2 separate regions of the Mus musculus genome follow, and region 2 is linked to region 1. Evidence: chromatin contacts called from public Hi-C data. All regions are on one chromosome and are shown on one strand. The core of a region is the stretch at or near the end of the contact, and the rest is flanking DNA. Distances in the headings are between cores, read along the strand shown.

The links. A called contact is a pair of places that touch in the nucleus more often than the background predicts.
Region 2: a Hi-C map of liver shows a contact between it and region 1, with 4 times the contacts expected there. The contact joins two enhancer-like sites. A contact is called at or near these places in 1 of 15 datasets of contacts at CTCF or cohesin (the NIH/3T3 cell line) and 1 of 484 Hi-C or Micro-C datasets (liver).

The regions. Positions count from the first base shown.
Region 1 is chr12:35,282,815-35,285,449 of GRCm38.p6, forward strand. No RefSeq gene overlaps it. Among named protein-coding and RNA genes, the nearest start is that of Mir680-3, 89 kb to the left of the region's middle. Within about 2 kb of position 1,352, at least 39 of the 459 cell types and tissues checked have an H3K27ac peak or open chromatin away from gene starts, as enhancers often do. A contact at or near this core is called in liver, where this site is marked.
Region 2 is chr12:35,502,783-35,505,417 of GRCm38.p6, forward strand. It overlaps Ahr (aryl-hydrocarbon receptor), which reads right to left. Exons shown (of 11, transcript NM_013464.4): 10 at 931-2,194. Among named protein-coding and RNA genes, the nearest start is that of Ahr, 31 kb to the right of the region's middle. Within about 2 kb of position 1,294, at least 15 of the 459 cell types and tissues checked have an H3K27ac peak or open chromatin away from gene starts, as enhancers often do. A contact at or near this core is called in liver, where this site is marked.

The sequences.
Region 1 (2,635 bases), core at 102-2,601:
GAGTGTATTTGTCTCAAAATGAAGACAGCATTACCCACAGATGAAATATTTACTACAAAGTCTAATTTTTCATTATTTTCTGTGGAATGTCCTCTTTCCTTTGTTTTCTTCAGTCAAAATAAGTTTAAAAGAAAGTAGAAGTCATTTATATATAAGTAAGAATTAATGTTTCCTGGGAGAATTCTACAGAACTATTAACAGTCGGTGGTGATAATGCGTGTGTGTCTGTCCATGACAGTTCAGGCGGATGTCTTCTCTTTAGAGCAATGGAGACAAGAAGAAGAGGGTTTTGTGTGTGTTTTTTCTGCTCAAAGGCCAGAAAATCCCTGTCCTTCCTCCTTGCTCATTCAGTGCTACATTTATGAGGGTGTTGTCCTGTCTGCCCCTGCTATCACGATAAGATTTGCCAGGAAATCAGGATAGAGACCTGAATGAGGAGATATGTGGTCTGTAAAAGAAAGTAGACTGGATATTTTTGAGAATTATTAGGAAAAACAAGCAATCCAGGGAACTAAAACCATATCCTCTACCTATTTAGTGCCCTAGAGAAAATTCCTCAACAGAGCCCATGTTGGTCTGGTGCATCTGAGACAAGCTATGCCAGTGGGCTTAAGACATTCTTGTTAGATATAGATCATAAATGCCCTAGACCTTTTTTTCTGGATAGATTGACCTTTTGTTCTAGGTCTAAGGTGTGTAGAAAGGTCAACAAGACCAAATTCTGCTATCTCTTTCTCTTTGAGGCACATCTTATTTACAAAAGGAGATTTAGGCAACATGATGCCATAGAATTTGGCATAGAGAAACTTAAAGCAAATATTTATTCTGCAGGAATTGGTTAGCAGTGTTATGGTAGAGAGATTGACCTTGTTCAACCTTCAGGAAGTTAATTGAGCTGTTAATGGAGTACAGAATCTCTGATTAATAAACATTAAGAAATTGCCATTAGATTTCTGCTAAATAAAAGTGATTAACAACCCTTGTGAATCCAAGAACAGAAATGGAATAAAATTCAAAGAGAAGCTATGCTTTTTATTTGGCTTGAAGTCATTTCTGAGGCTTTATTCAAAGAAAGACCCACGTTGTAGGACACTGTCCACCTTGTCACCATCTGTGTTTGAGGCTTTCAGGTCCAACACTGTGGGACAGTGAAACAGCTTCAGTGAACCCTCAGGCCAGCTGGCTGCCTGCTGCCAACTCACCTTCAGAAGCTCAAGGCCCTGATCCTGTGGGTTTCTTGAGCAGACTGCTGTGTCATTTTCGAAACGTCTTCTGGCACCACTTCTGCGTGATTAAGTTCAGCTCTTTAGTAGCCCAGAGTTTGAGATAGTTGTTGTCACAGGGGGCCAGAATACTGGCGTATGACTTCAAACAAGAGATCAAAGTAAATTCCCAGACCCGTTCCAAGTGTGTTTTGTAACTGCTGGAAAGGAACATCAAACATTCATGATTCATTAATAATTGTCTACACCACCAAGAGAAAAAAGAAAGGAGAATGCAATGGGGATTTGATACTTATCTACCCGTTAATCTACCTCCTCTGGCAGACTTATTTATCAGGGATAAATGATTCTAGTTTGCTTTATGTCCCAGTGTATAGATATTAGATGCACTGTTCTATCATCTAGCATGATTATAGGATGGCTTTGGCCAGTCTAAACATTGCCTAGGAGTTGTTTATCATGCTTGAGTTAATACTCCTTCTGGTGCATGTTTGCTATTAATTTCTGCTTGAGAATTTGCAACAAAGCAAACATTTACACAAAGAGGGTGATTCCCTATTCGCTGTAGACTTGGAGCATGTCAGTGTTACCAAAATAGACGTAGCTATCTCTGGCTTCCCAAGACCTTGGTCTCATCCAGTCACTGTACAAGCTGTGCCAGAAGGCAAGAGAATGCATCTTTCTCTGAATGTACAGTGTGTCTTGTTCAGCCTCCAGGACTTCTATTCACATGACCACAATAGGAAAGCTATCCTGTGACTTCTCTTCCCATTTGAATTTCTGAGTTAGCAGCAGAAATTCCCACTTTGACAAACTTAAAGAAGGGCAGGGTGAGAGAGGAGAGCTGTCGATATGACTTGCCGTAGGAATTACTGAGAATTCATCTCTACAGAGGAGGCTTTAGTCACAGCTTATTCATGGGATATTTTCACCTGTCTGCCAAAGGCTTAAAACTAAAACGTGGAGTTATTAAGCCATCCAGAAAATGTATTTATGAACTGTGATTCCTCATAAGTAATAAAGGAGAATAGCAATCAAAGGGAATCCTCTTTTCCACAAAAGCCAGGATTTGTAATGCCAAATGTTTTACCCTCTGCTTAGAGCAAATATGTCAGACAAATTTGATATGCTAACTCATCAACCACATATTGGGGATATTCATGCTTTAAGAAATTAGAAGTTTCCAGTGCTGTACAACTTGTGAATTTAAGGCAGATGTATGTTATGATTCATTTGAAAAATAAATTGAAATAAATGGAAATACATGAACACTTCTTACAGCTATCCCTAGATTAAGGGTGAAGAATGCTATGTAGTTTGGGAATCTCTGATATATATGCTCATCTTTGGGCTTAAGACTTGGTTGCCATGATATCTAGTGGGGGTGGCTATTGTAGAAGAGCAATAGAAGG
Region 2 (2,635 bases), core at 44-2,543, 220 kb after region 1:
TAAGCAAATCAGGCAATTATCTTTCACTGTGAACACTCATCTGTTATTTGCATGAAGAACCTTTGATTTCCTTTTTTTCTAGTGATTTTGAATCATGCAATGAACTGTTGTGAACTTCTGTCATCCTGCTATGTTGTAGAAGAGCCGAAGTTACTCCCACTATCTGTCTGTTACTACCCAATAGCCAGCCCCACTCTGCGGCCATTTCCAGCATCTGAGGGATCAGCCTTGGAGGTTTGCACACATGGATGCTCTCTATATTCTATAATGTCCTTCAGACACACCGCTTTGAGGCAAATACTAATATTCTATTCTTTTATGAGTAAATTATATCCAAAGTATGGTTAATCCATTTTCTTTATAATAACTATTAAAAATTTTTAGGAAATCTTTTTCCTAAAAATTTTCAGGAAAAAGATTGACCAAAACTATCATCTTCATTCTCCATTCAAAAAAAAAAAAGTCCCATACAATCAGACACAGCAGATTCACTCACAATCTAAAAAGCAACCAGGACTGTGATTTAAGCCACACTTTTAAATGGCTATACTCAAACAGCTCATGAATAGTTACTTAATAAACTTCATGTTAGTCAAGATATTCTTACAATCTAAACCAGTATATCTTCAAATAAGCTAATATTTGTAAAGAGAAATTTATTAATATAAGCATGATATCCTCCTGAGGGGGTAACAAAGAACAGTTATTAAATTATCTAAACATCAACTTGCTTTTAAGAAAATTATTTAAAATAATTTATTATTCATACTATTTTAAGTAAACTATAATGAAGTTAATTACGTGACCATAAATATAACGAAAGCAGTTCCGAAGTTGCTTGCTATCTAAAATGGGTTATGATGATATGTTTAAGTGTAATACAGAGATGCTTAGGCCTACAAGGTTTTTTCAGCTGTCGAAAGCCCTTACCTTGCTTAGGAATGCCTGAGAACCTGGAATTTCAGAGCTGTACTGCGTCTGGTCCACAGGGGTGCGCTGTGGCCCTGGCTGGCACTGATACATGGACATGGCCCCAGCATAGTATGCCTGAGGACTGACCATGGCGGACTGTGAGTTTATCCCATGACTTTGGTTTTCAGGAACTTGTAAACAACTGACAAAATCTAAATTAGAAGTAGTGGGATGCAGGGACGGTTCAAAATCCCTTCCAGGGAAGTCCAACTGCACACTCTTGGAATGTTCTGGAAGCAGAGGCTGATTACAGGGAGCAAAGTTCTGTGTGTAAGGCACACTGTCCACCTCTGGTTTGTAGGGAAATTCCTGAGCAGTCCCCTGTAAGCTGGAAAAGAGCTGATAGTGCTTTAGTTCCTGCTGGGGACAGTTGAAAGACACGGGAGGGGTGGGGTTCCAACTTGCAAACGTGCCGTTGATTTGCGTGTGCTTCGGACCCAGATCTTGCTGGGGGCACACCATCTGACACAGCTGCTGCTGGGGCTCCAGAGCCTGCGGCGGGGGCTGCTGAAGCTGTTGCTGTTGCTCTAGTTGCAGGCGCTCCTGCAGCATACAGCTTAGGTGCTGAGTCACAGGCTGCTGCTGGCAAGCCGAGTTCAGCAAAGTTGAATTGTTCAGGGAATCCTGCACGTAGGTCAGGATTTCGTCCGTTATGTCGATGTCTTTGAAGTCAACCTCACCAGCAGCGGTGGAGTCAGTTCTGAAGAACTCCTCGTTCTGCATGCTTCTGATATCTTCAAAATCAATCCCAAGGTTCCTCATGATGCTGTACAAGTCATTATTTTTATTATCCGGAAAGAGCTCTGAGGGGCCGCCAGAGAGTGCAAGGTTCACGTCCTGAGCATGGCCAATTTGCTCATGTTTCAGCGCAGCCTCACTTCCTGCGGCCGCAAAGCTGTCTTGCCAACTCCCGCACTTGCTCACGGAGCCCATGAGAAAATGGCTGTCTAACAGCGCAGGGCTTGAAGGAGGACACAGATAGATGGACTCATCCTGCTGGATGAGGGCACTCATAAGAGAACTGGGGTGGAAAGAATCCTTACTTGGGGTTGACTGGGGAGCCCAGTCTTTCCTGCTAGTGTTGCTTTTGGTGCGTATTGGTAGGGGATCCATTATGGGAGAGAAAGGGCTGGAGATCTCGTACAACACAGCCTCTCCGGTAGCAAACATGAAGGGCAGCGACGTACTTCGCTTCTGTAAATGCTCTCGTCCTTCTTCATCCCTAACAGGGTAGGCAAGAAGGTCTGAATACATTAGAGTTTGATCATACATGATTTAAGTAAGATATTTCTAAAAGGAAGAAAAGGTAAAACGCACTAAAGCTGAGCTTGATAGCAAGGAACATGGATTTTATTTTGAACTAAATTATTCTCATGACTAGTGTTATGCAAGTGGAGTGAAAACTATATAGGAAAAACATATAAATACCAAAATAGAAATATACCTAAATAAAATAATAACTAGGAGACATAAATGGAATACAAAAGAAATGGACAACAGCAAATCAATAAATGAAATGTCTACGCCTGGAAGACACTGGTGACATCAGAGGTCTGTCAGCTGTAACAATCAATGGTTTTATGAAGCATACATCCCCTATGGGTAATATAAACATTCACTATGGTTATGGGTTAATGACTCAGTTCTGTGCAAATGTTAATTC